Linked DNA regions of Zea mays: region 2 is linked to region 1. The links are chromatin contacts, called in public Hi-C maps. All regions are on one chromosome and are shown on one strand. The core of a region is the stretch at or near the end of the contact, and the rest is flanking DNA. Distances in the headings are between cores, read along the strand shown.

Region 1 (5,422 bases), core at 2,508-5,007:
CTGCTGAAAAAAAGGCTTCTGGAAGAAGGGAGGAAGCCGTATGTGATTCCTGTTGGTGGATCAAACTCATTGGGAACTTGGTATTATTCTATACTCAGTGCTAACTGCCAAGGGCAACTAATGGTTTCATATTTCATTTTGGTGTTTATAAATAATCTGAAGTTACCTCAGGGGTTAGTATCCGTGAATGGTGTCTGTTGTCATTTCGCTGTAAATATTTGTTGGCCTTTAAGCTACAACTGGATATGTACAACGGCGAAGCTAGAGCACAATTGACGAGGGTGCATTTGGCCTTGTGGGCGCATAATATTTTTTCTAGGGATGCATATATGGTGAAAATTTAAGTAAATCTATAGAATTGTTTTTTTTGGGGGGGGGGGGGGTATTTGCACCCCCTAAAAATATCCTAGCCCTGCCCCTGGATATGTATAGATTAGATGTTGAATCATGTGATAACGTATAAGACATTTCAATATTGGTGTGGTGCAGTATACTGGCTAGCTAGTGGAATGTAAGAATTTCCCATGTGTGTAAATATTACATAATTTATTATGGGCCTTGAGTCAGAGTTAATAAAATAATAAGAATTCAAGATTACGTGCTGTAAAGCGTTGGACTTCAAATAGTCTGGCACATGCTGTGTCAGTTTTTTTAAACAAATTAATTCAGTTTAGAAAGTGCAGCCTGATCTTTATAAATCTTACTGTTCAGGGGATATATTGAGGCAATAAGGGAGATTGAGCAGCAAATTCAGCAATCTTCTGATGTTCAGTTTGATGATATTGTTGTTGCATGTGGCAGGTATACTTCTTATGGGTAATTTTGTGTGTACAGTTCTTGTTGTGTCATGCCTAGATTCTGAAAGTTGCAAGACATTGCTTTATAGTCGGACAATATTTAACTTCATGCAGTGGTGGAACCATTGCTGGCCTTGCTTTAGGATCCAGATTGAGCAGCTTAAATACAAAAGTATGATCTACCCTTGTCTGTTATATTATCTGACACTGAACTTTCCGAGTAATATCCTCTTGCTGGATAGGTTCATGCATTCTCTGTTTGTGATGACCCTGAATACTTCTATGACTATGTCCAAGGCCTGATTGATGGACTTAATTCTGGTTTCGATTCACATGATATAGTTAGCATGGAAAATGTAAGTGCAGTTCAGAATTTTCATTATTTATAGTAAATCATTTTGGTGTGCTAACTCCAAAAGGTTCATCTGCAGTGGCTTGTCTCAACTTGTTTTTACATATATTAACTACATTTCATAATAAATTTTTTTGATCAGTACATTAGCATTTGGCATTCTCTTCAACTTCTCCTTGACAGGCTAAGGGGTTAGGCTATGCCATGAACACAGCTGAGGAGCTTAAGTTTGTCAAAGACATAGCTGCATCAACAGGCATTGTCCTTGATCCAGTCTACAGGTGCAACCTATGTCTGAATCAATGAAATAGATTTGGCACGCGGATCTATGTTTTGGTCTTTGCTAGTCATAAACTGAATAAAAATGCATGCTTCATTTTAATGCAGTGGGAAGGCGGTTTATGGTTTGCTAAAAGACATGGCTGGCAATCCAGCCAAATGGAAAGGTCGAAAAGTTCTGTTTATCCACACAGGTGGTCTTCTTGGGTTGTATGATAAGGCTGACCAGTTGTCATCTTTGGCTGGGAGCTGGCGCAGAATGGATCTTGAAGATTCTGTTCCACGCAAAGATGGCACTGGTAAGATGTTCTGATCAGTACGGTCCATGTGATTCCATGATGGCTCATTCTTGCAAACATTGTATCCATTACAGAGTTATTACTCTTAAATTTGTGCAAGAAAATGCAGAATAGATGGTTCACATTGTATAGAACACTGATGCAATTTAAGAATAAAGCACATCTTTCTGCCATTTGGAAATAAATATTTTTTATGTGGAGGTTTGTGTGTCATTTCTGCCAAATAGCTTTATTCTATAAAAACCTGCATGTCAGTAGGTCTTTAGGGCCCTCAACAAAGCAGCTACCAAGTGCCAACCTGTAGGGTCCACTTATTTCCTGACTTCCAGTTAAGAACCAAAATAACTTGTACAAAAAAAGCCTCTACATTTGTTGTCATTCATTCTTCAGAAACCTATGAATTAATCATTGATCTTTAGTAGGGGAAGCCTTGTCATGCGCATAGATAAAAACAGACTCACCAGTGACACAGTCATATATATAGTATGTAGAAATTTTCTTACATAATTTCACAAAGAAAAGCATAAATATATGTAGATAAGATTTAATAGATGAAATTCACAGATATCACAACTGGACAACAGATGTCAAGTAATAACACCGAAGCTAATTACCAGAGCTAAGTGCTAACACACCATCCTCACAAACGACATCAACCCAGTTGTACTAAATGATCCTTGCACTACAAAAGCCCCACATTAAACAGAAAAGATCAGGCACTCAACCCAGTTGGTCCGCGCACCACTGTAACCGGGCATGTTGCATTGTTGACTACATAGTTGCTGACACTCCCAAGGAGAGCCCTGTATTGAGATCCATTGAAATGTAAAATATTAGGGAGCTATGTTAGCCAAAGACTAAGCACTCGTAGTTTGACCGACGAGAGGTTAGAAATGTTCACCTTTTCAGTGGCCCTAAGCCCCTGCAACCAAGCACAAAGGAGTCCACCTTGAGATCATCTACCGCCTCACAGAGTTTCTCCCTTGCATCGCCCCAGTAAACCTTTGCTAGTACTTCCACCTGATCAAGCCGACATAGAAGCAACATTTTTACTAAATAGTATATTTGATACAATATTATTTTATTTTTTGCCTTCAAAATTAAATAATTCTGTAGATAGTTGGATCCATGAAAGGCAGGTTGCAGGTAACCTTCAAAAGTGCCTTCTACATTGTTGCTGTTGCCTTAGCCAGCCTTACCCAAATATAAAAATCAGGAGAACTATTGGGTGTATGTTTTCATATGTCCGCTGGTCAGTTACCCTTACTAATTCTTCAGGTTGTTTAATACAGTAGTTGGGAAGTGTTCGGTCCATTTTTTTGTTCCTGGCTGGCCAGCTACCCTAAACTTGATCAAATTTGAGGTTATGGTTTCATGATGTTTGACCTGACTTCCGACAACACAGATTATATGAGGATTTGAGTGGATTTTTTCCCTTCTTGTTGGACACCTTGCTATCGTGCCGCCTTTTTTCAATACAAAAAATACTTTGCATTGTATCAGTTGCAAACTATGTGTTCTGTTGTTATGCAACAATACAGTTTTCATCCTCTAGCTTAACCATCTAGCAGAGCAGAACCCTTGAAGTATTACCTGCTTGGACTTGGATACAGCTCGCAGGATCTCCAGTGTCTCCTTATCAGGGTTGAGCCCGTACCTCGCCTGCAGGTTCATCTCCATGAACTCCGAGAGAGGAATCAAAGCTGCAGATTACAGGAGAAAAAAAAGGAGGAACAGAATCAACGGCGCTGTCATCCGACAATCTTTGCGATGGAGACGAGAGAAGAAGTGGAAAGACGACGACAGATGGTTGTACTTACGTGAGCCGGTGGTCTTCCAGAGCTCCTTGTGGCTGGAGTCCACGCCCTTGGGGAGGACGTGGACGAGGACGAGACGGTCCCCGGCCTTGATCAGGTTGTCGACCGCCCACCTCGCGGCGGCCTTGCTGGAGGGCGAGTAGTCCATGCCCATGCCAATGGTGCGCTTCTCGGCAGCCATGCCTGGCGGACCTGCTGCAGGTTTCTTGCGGGGTTCTCCGGTGTACGAAGGCTGTGAAAAGGAAGGTGGTGCAGGAAGGCCGAGGCGCAGAGGCAGCTATATATATAGGGGTGTTCCTGGGAAGAGTTCGGGTTCTGTTCTGAGGTTGTTGAAAAGATCGTCGGAGTCGGAGTCGGAGTCAGAGTCGAGCCAAATATCCCGCCCAATTGGCATCCAACTCGTAGGAGCCTAGGTTGGCTTTATTCGCCTGATGAGGCGAAAGGTAATCGAGTCGGTTTGGTTTCTGACGATTGGGAGCGCATTGCCAGCTGCACATGCTAATCATGGCGCTGGTAAACATCCCCGAGCCTCTCTCTCGACCTGTCTAGAAAGCCCAAGAAGCGGTGGCTGGGTCCAAGACTCCCAAATTTGTAAAGCGTCTCGGCTGTTTTCTGTCTCCAAGTCTACTTGTTGAAGGCAGCAGTCGTTCGTGAGGTATCTATCAGTGCCCAGCCAGGTCTCTTTCCTGTGGGCAATCACATTGAATTCAACTGGAAGAGAGGTATCCAAAAAACCAAACTAGAGACTCTCGCTTTCTTAACAGAATATGGCTTGCCTCATTGTTCATCAGTTCGTCATGTTGATCTCGACGTGGCTTCGTGATCAGTAGTAGCTGCTGAGGTTAGCCAAGGCTAAAACCACGGGCCGGCCGGTGGGATGGGTTTGCAAGCTGGTGCTGGGATGGAACCGTATACCCTGACCTTTTCCCCACCTCTCGATCCTTGGCTAGCACCTGCAGGCAAAGGCTTGCGTGTTCAGTGATCATCTCGAAGATGTCGTGCATTGCATATCTATGCTTTGGTCAACTTTGTCTCGGCAAGTATGTGAGCATAAATAAATACTACCGCAAAACATGCCTGGAAAAGGCGCGTTCAGTGCGTACGTATGGATGACAGCGTATACCCGTTGATCCGAGGATACGTTAGTCTGTCTCTTACAGCTACCGTATCGTATCATATCCTATGCCTTATCCTTTATTTTAAACTTCACTCTACATATAAATCTGCTATTTTACACGATCTGTTGTAACTGCAAATAAGGACCGGTTGTCCCCAACAGCCTAATACTAGTCGATAGCGCCAGCAGAGAGAAAACAAAAATAGAAGAAACACAAATAAAAAATCTCCTGTAGTTCTTGTCTAGTCACACACCAATGGTACTGACCGGTTCATATGCAACAGACCAACAGTACCACATTTTCTTGGCAGGCGCTGTCTCGTACTAGACGCGGCAACAAATGAAGAAAGACCGCCTATCAAGGCCACATGGCCCTGGGACTGGGATACAGATGGGCTAGTCCACGAACCACTTGCATCTCTACCTGGACCAAACCATCGAATGGGCCTCCACATTAAGGCAGGCAGTTTCAGATAACTGGACTGTGTAGGATGAAATCTCGTTGGCTCTCGTTCGGTCCAATGGCCGTGGGAATCAGACGACACAGACATGTCAGTCAACCCCTGAGACCCAATTCGGTTTTCAAAATACAGAGATAACTAAAAAAACTGTATAATACAACCCTAAAACTTTAGATAATAAGTACAGCTATTAGACAACATGTATAAAGAGTCGTGAAAAAATAGACTCTTCGTGAAGAGATAGACTCTTTACGAAGAGTCCGTCTCTTATATTTTTTCACTTAGATTCTTAGAAACCCA
Region 2 (5,602 bases), core at 2,934-5,433, 220 kb before region 1:
CTTCTATACACTTCTACAGTTGAATTGTGTCATTTTGCACATAAATTAACTTACCATAAACCGTGCCACTAGTTAATTATGTTTTGTTGCTAATTGTACTCAGATTGGCACAAATAGTCATTTTAGTTCACAGAAAAAGCATAGGAGGTAGGTAATTGCCTCAAATTCTGAGGATGCTATGGATGTAACTATGGACAATGTTGGCCAAGTTAACTGTTTATTTGATGTGCCTTAGGCCCTGTTTGGAAGCACCCAGTTTTTAAGAAACTGGTTTATAGAAATTGAGGTGGTTCCAAACATACCAGTTTATGCCTCAGTTTATAGAAATTAGATTCTCAGTTTCTTAAAAACCAAGAAGGTGGCCTCTCCTAGCTAAAAGATAAAACTGGGTTGCTTCTAAACAGGGCCTTAGTTAACAAAAGAACAACATTAGGAGTTAGGACTTCATTAATTAAAATTGCCACAAATCATTAAATCAGCACATTGATAATGATGTATAGTTTAGCCTTTGCAACAGTGCTGCAGTGCAACATAATCTTATGCTATGGATGTAGTAGTTCACGTGTAAAACCTCCTCTCAGTGAGTGGAAACTGCAGTTGTTTTCATGAAGCGATTGCTTAAGAGCTCACAGCAATGTTTGAGATAGTGCAATAGCTAGGTAGTGAGTGACATGTGATGTTCTTTGAGTTTACATTTGAGCTTATGATCAGTTGGGATAACACTTTCTGGTATCAATGTTTTGTTGGTTGGCAACATAATTCATGGCTTTTTTGGGGGGTCTTTGATATGCAGGTACAGACTAAGCTTTGCATGCAACGATAAACTGCAGCTGGGCGCACTGATCTCAACTTTCACGGACACTCGCACGGCTATGGTTGCTGCTGCCAGCTAATTCCAGTAATGTGAAGGATCTTTCTGCTGCTCCCTCTGGAATCTGAAGATGAAGCGCAGCTACATTATGGGGTCAACGTCTTGCCTGTAGTTAGCAAGCTGAAAGGTTTGGTGAGGGTTGTCTTAGATCTGTATGTCTGCTGGACGTGATGTGGTAACTGCCTGGAACTTGGGAGTACTCGTATGACTGAACGCTGCCAGGCGTTCTCATGTTATGCGTGTAAGATTCTATCCAGTAGTATAAACCCTAGTGCCGTTCTTTGACGAAGTTACATATTTTTGCAAATGCCACGGAGATTTATGGTGTTAGACTATGGATGCGTGTTTTTTTTTTCACGCACTTACGAAAACACTAGATCATCAACAAATCCCCTTTGGTCACTGAGTCCTCTCATCTGTACATCATAGTACCATTCAGTATCATATATACTGCATGCAAAAACTGAAGGTATATAACAATCAGGCTACCCATCGAGTCAACGATCAAATGCGTGGTTAGGATCAGTAAACTGGAAAAGTTGATCCTGTACCTTTATTTTACAGGTGAAGGGAATCGTTGCTCGTAACCCTCGAAGAAAACGCCGGGCTATTAGCTACTATCTCTTAACAATGTACTACATGCATGAGCATTCGGAAATCTGTCAGGGATCAGTAGACGGCAGTCTGCTCCTGACTTTGTGCTCAGGCTTATGCGTGCTCTCGAAATCGATATGAACAAACGCCCGCTCGACTTGAGGCAACTTCTCGATTCTCTCCTGCAGCGATTCACCGATGGCGTGCGCCTCTCTCAGCCGCATATCTTCCGCTAGTTCGATGTCAACCTGCGTTGTGGCCAAGAGTAGATTATTATGATACACTAGTAGCAGAGCAGAAGGAGATGAGGAGTGGTGGCAGGGACATGAAGTTTGCTAGTGTTCTTCTAACCTAATGCTACAAGTTGCTAACTGACCTCTACAAAGTAGAGAGCTCCAAAGCTGTAAGCTCTAACAGTGTCAACCCGCCTCACTCGTGTGTCGTGCTTCATGGCGAGGTACGTTAGCAACTGCAGCATATCTGGAGGAGCACATTGGCCCACTAGGGTAGCTGAAGCAAAGAATTAGTCACAAGCTGATCAGGCACTTAGAGCAGAACTACATAATTCGAAGTGTTTTGGAGGATGTGAAGTGTTTTGGACGTACCTGCATTTTCTAATACAGTTTTGGACCAGTTGACGATGGTATATACAGCAAGTATGACAGCCCCCGCGGGGTCAATCCACCACAGGAATTTGTCCCCAAGAACAGCAGCCACCAGACCGACGACATTGGTTATCACATCGAAGTAGTGGTCCTGAATGGCACGTGTACAGTACAGGTGAGTTTAAATCACAGTTTTGATGAGTGCCGCGCTTTTGTAGCATGGACAATACCTTCGCATAAGCCCGAACAATACTGTTCCCTGAACTCTTGCAGTAGAGCCAGAGAGCCAGTTTCACGGCGGTTGCCGAAAGCATGATGGAGTACAACCATATCAGCTGCTCCGATGTCATCTTCTCGCCAGGTTTGTTCTCCACCAGCTGTTCGACGGCCTGGACCAAGACCTGGAAACCTAAAACGTAGGCGAAGGAACTCATGTTATTCATTTCTATAGACAATTCCACATTGCATCTCATCTGTACAGACACTTTCCGCTTTGCATCTGTCTGACAGACAGCAAAGGTTACGCGTTTCTTGACAGAGGGCACACCTAGAGTTGCCATGATGGCGGCGAAGACGATGATCCCGACGGGCTGGACGCGCAGCTTCCCAATTGGGTACTTGTAGATGTTGACCCTCTTCATGGAAAGGTGCGTGAACCAGAGGATACCCCCGGCCATGAAATCCAGCAACGAGTCGAGCGTGGACGCCGCAATCGCCATGGACCCCGTCCTGATCGTCGCATACACCTGCGATCGTCGCAGCCGGAACGGATCAGCACAGCGTCTCGCGCCATGTAGCCTGTCCTACTCCTACTCCTACCCATGTGTCGTCCCACTCTACAAGACTCGAGACTGCGACTGCACAACCAGAGCTACGCTTTGAACGCACCTTGAAGACCAGCAGCACAATATTGGCGTAGTTGGAGATCTTCATGGCGAACTCGCTCTGCTTCTGCTCCGCGTCCTCCGAGTCGGAGGCCTCGACATCCGAATCGAATTCGCCGGGCATGCAGCGCGCCTCCACCTGCTCGAAGGTCTTCAGGGTCGCGAGCTGCTTCTCGTAGTACTGTCTCACACCTGCACGCGGCCGGGAGAGGCGAAGGGGTAGGAGAGGGGGTGACCGGACGAGGGATCGGAGATTCAGACCTCGCAAGTCTGTTACCTCTGGACATGCCTTTGGCGCGGGAGAGGTCGACGTCGGCGAGGTGCTCCGGGTCGAGCCCGGCGCGCACCTTGTCGGGCAGCCGCGACAGGAAGCTGCTGCGCAGCGACCGCGCCGAGTCACGGCGCCGCAGAGACGGGGGACGGCCGCCGCCGGCCGCCAGCAGCGGGGCCCTCCGATCGTCTCCCTCCATAGTATCGGGCAATTCGCCGGGCGTCGACTTGAGTCCGGCTGTCTGTTTCGTCGCCCTCTCGGGTGTGTATGTGTATCTCTATCTACGGGGAACAGTTTTGGTTTTCGCTTACGGGACCTGCTTGGGCAATTTTGATCTTTTGGAGGACCTTTATGTGAGGTCGTGGTGTTTGGAATTCTAGTTTATGCTATTTTAGTGGTAACCTACAATGTTCTAGAAACAAGTCACTTTAGTAATAAGTCAAGGATATTTTATAGTTAGGAGGTGTTTGGTTTTAGGGACTAATATTTAGTCCTTTCAATTTTATTTTATTTTAGTCCCTAAATTGCTAAATATGAAAACTAAAATAGAGTTTTAATTTCTGTACTTGATAATTTAGTTACTAAAATGATATTAAATAGAGGGACTAAAAATTAGTCCCTCGAAACCAAACACCCCTTAGAATATAGTACGAGGCAGGCATCAAGAAGCTAGTTGACGGATACCGCAGGGTCAAAGCCCTCAAACATTCAGAGTCTGTTCGTGTGTCTAGGAGAATCCAAGTGGGAGGCTTGAAAGTTGGGCCGATCTCTTTTTATAAGCTAAATAGAGGTCGGTTAGCTATAGCTTTCTAAAAAAAACACCAGATTATGATAAAACTGAACGTTCTATAGGTCAAAATAATGTTTTACACGGCTAGTTGAAGATGCTATCGTCCTTAGTCGTTGACATTTCTATTGCCGTTTCTATGAAAGCAGCCGCAGTATATTGAATTCGGAATTAGCCCAATCCGTGCTGCTGCCGTCTGTCTTTCCCTATCCTCCTCCCAAGAAAGCCTCGCCGCAATAGTTTGGCATCCATGGGATTCTTCCATTGCATCTCCACCGTCAACTCCACGCATCCCTTAACGAGCACTGAAGCCCGGCAAGCCCCGGATCGCCGATGACCACTTCCGGCGCGCCCAAGCGCCCAAGCTTCAAGCGCTCCTCGCCCGGGAAGAAGTCGCGGCTCAGAACCCGTCGCGTCGCCGCCGGTGGCCGAGAGGGCGAGGCCGAGGCCGAGGCGGCGGGGACCTCGGCGCTGGCGAGGGCATTGCTTCCCGCATCGGTGGGGCTAGACGCGGTGCCGCCTGTTGGGCGCGCATTGCCGCGAGACTTCTTCGAGGTGGATGCCCTCGACCTGGCCCCCCGCCTCCTCGGCAAGCTCCTTCGGCGCGATGAGGTTGTCCTCCGCATCACCGAGGTTTGTCTTCTTCACAAGTCTCGCGTCTTTTCTTACGGCCAAGATTCTACTCTGCTGATATAGCTCCAAGGTACCCTTGCTATGTAGTAGCACCTATCTTTATCTGGCAAAATTTTTTGCTCTTATATGTGATGTGCAGGGTGGCAATGAGGTCTAAATTTTACACCGTAAAACTTAAGAATCAGATCGTACTTGGATTAGACTTTATTTATATTCATTTTTGAACTATAATTAATTAATGGCTCAAACTAAGAATCAGATCGTATTTGGATTAGACTTTATTTATATTCATTTTTTGAACTATAATTAATTAATTGCTCAAATGAATCGTGAAGAAAAATTTGGATAGTGATCTATTATCACCGCTAGTTTGTCAACCCTATTTTCTCAAGCATTTCTATTTTCCTAAAATAAATTAGTTTATTTTAATTTGAGAAAATAAAAATCCCTTAGAAAATAGAGTTGTCAAACTATACCTTATATATGCTAAACTAATGGATACACACTGTTACAACGTTCTGAATTTTCATGAAATCTCAGGTGGAGGCTTATAGGCCAAATGACTCCGCATGCCATGGCCGGTTCGGCATCACAGCGAGGACAGCTCCAGTGGTAGGATCCTGCGTTATGCTTTCTGAGCTTGCCAAATTCGAGGCTTTGAGATTTGAGCGTGAGCTAAAACCTGTGGCCCTTTGTGTGTAGTTTGGACCGGGAGGCCATGCATATGTGTATCTGTGCTATGGACTTCACATGATGCTCAATGTGGTTGCCGATATAGAGGGGGTTGGTGCTGCCGTTTTGATCCGGTCATGTTCTCCAGTTAGCGGTATGTATTGCTAAATAGCACTTCATCACCTTCGCACTGATTGGATAAAGAGCGAATATCTTATCTGTGGATTTTCCTAGGATCATAAGATATAGCATAGCTACTGTGTGGCATTCATCAACAGTCTGACA

Evidence for each region. A called contact is a pair of places that touch in the nucleus more often than the background predicts.
Region 2: a Hi-C map of leaf shows a contact between it and region 1, with 4 times the contacts expected there. The contact joins the promoter of LOC100285435 here to the promoter of LOC100193673 in region 1. A contact is called at or near these places in 2 of 25 Hi-C or Micro-C datasets (ear and leaf).

Annotation. Positions count from the first base shown.
Region 1 is chr5:219,598,582-219,604,003 of Zm-B73-REFERENCE-NAM-5.0, reverse strand. LOC100193673 (Adenine nucleotide alpha hydrolase-like superfamily protein) reads right to left here and starts at 3,757. Exons shown (of 4, transcript NM_001138766.1): 1 at 3,548-3,757; 2 at 3,321-3,430; 3 at 2,629-2,747; 4 at 2,215-2,530. The coding sequence starts at 3,725. The coding sequence ends at 2,440. It overlaps LOC100191348, which reads left to right. Exons shown (of 10, transcript NM_001136782.1): 5 at 1-80; 6 at 712-801; 7 at 912-969; 8 at 1,040-1,153; 9 at 1,333-1,430; 10 at 1,537-1,939. The coding sequence ends at 1,741.
Region 2 is chr5:219,822,117-219,827,718 of Zm-B73-REFERENCE-NAM-5.0, reverse strand. It overlaps LOC100285435 (DNA-3-methyladenine glycosylase), which reads left to right and starts at 4,183. Exons shown (of 6, transcript NM_001158328.2): 1 at 4,183-4,645; 2 at 5,186-5,257; 3 at 5,348-5,471. The coding sequence starts at 4,346. LOC100273180 reads right to left here and starts at 3,498. Exons shown (of 7, transcript NM_001352076.1): 1 at 3,232-3,498; 2 at 2,959-3,146; 3 at 2,618-2,816; 4 at 2,301-2,479; 5 at 2,071-2,221; 6 at 1,842-1,975; 7 at 1,370-1,713. The coding sequence starts at 3,424. The coding sequence ends at 1,534. It overlaps LOC100216703 (replication factor C subunit 3), which reads left to right. Exons shown (of 9, transcript NM_001143108.1): 9 at 794-1,163. The coding sequence ends at 893.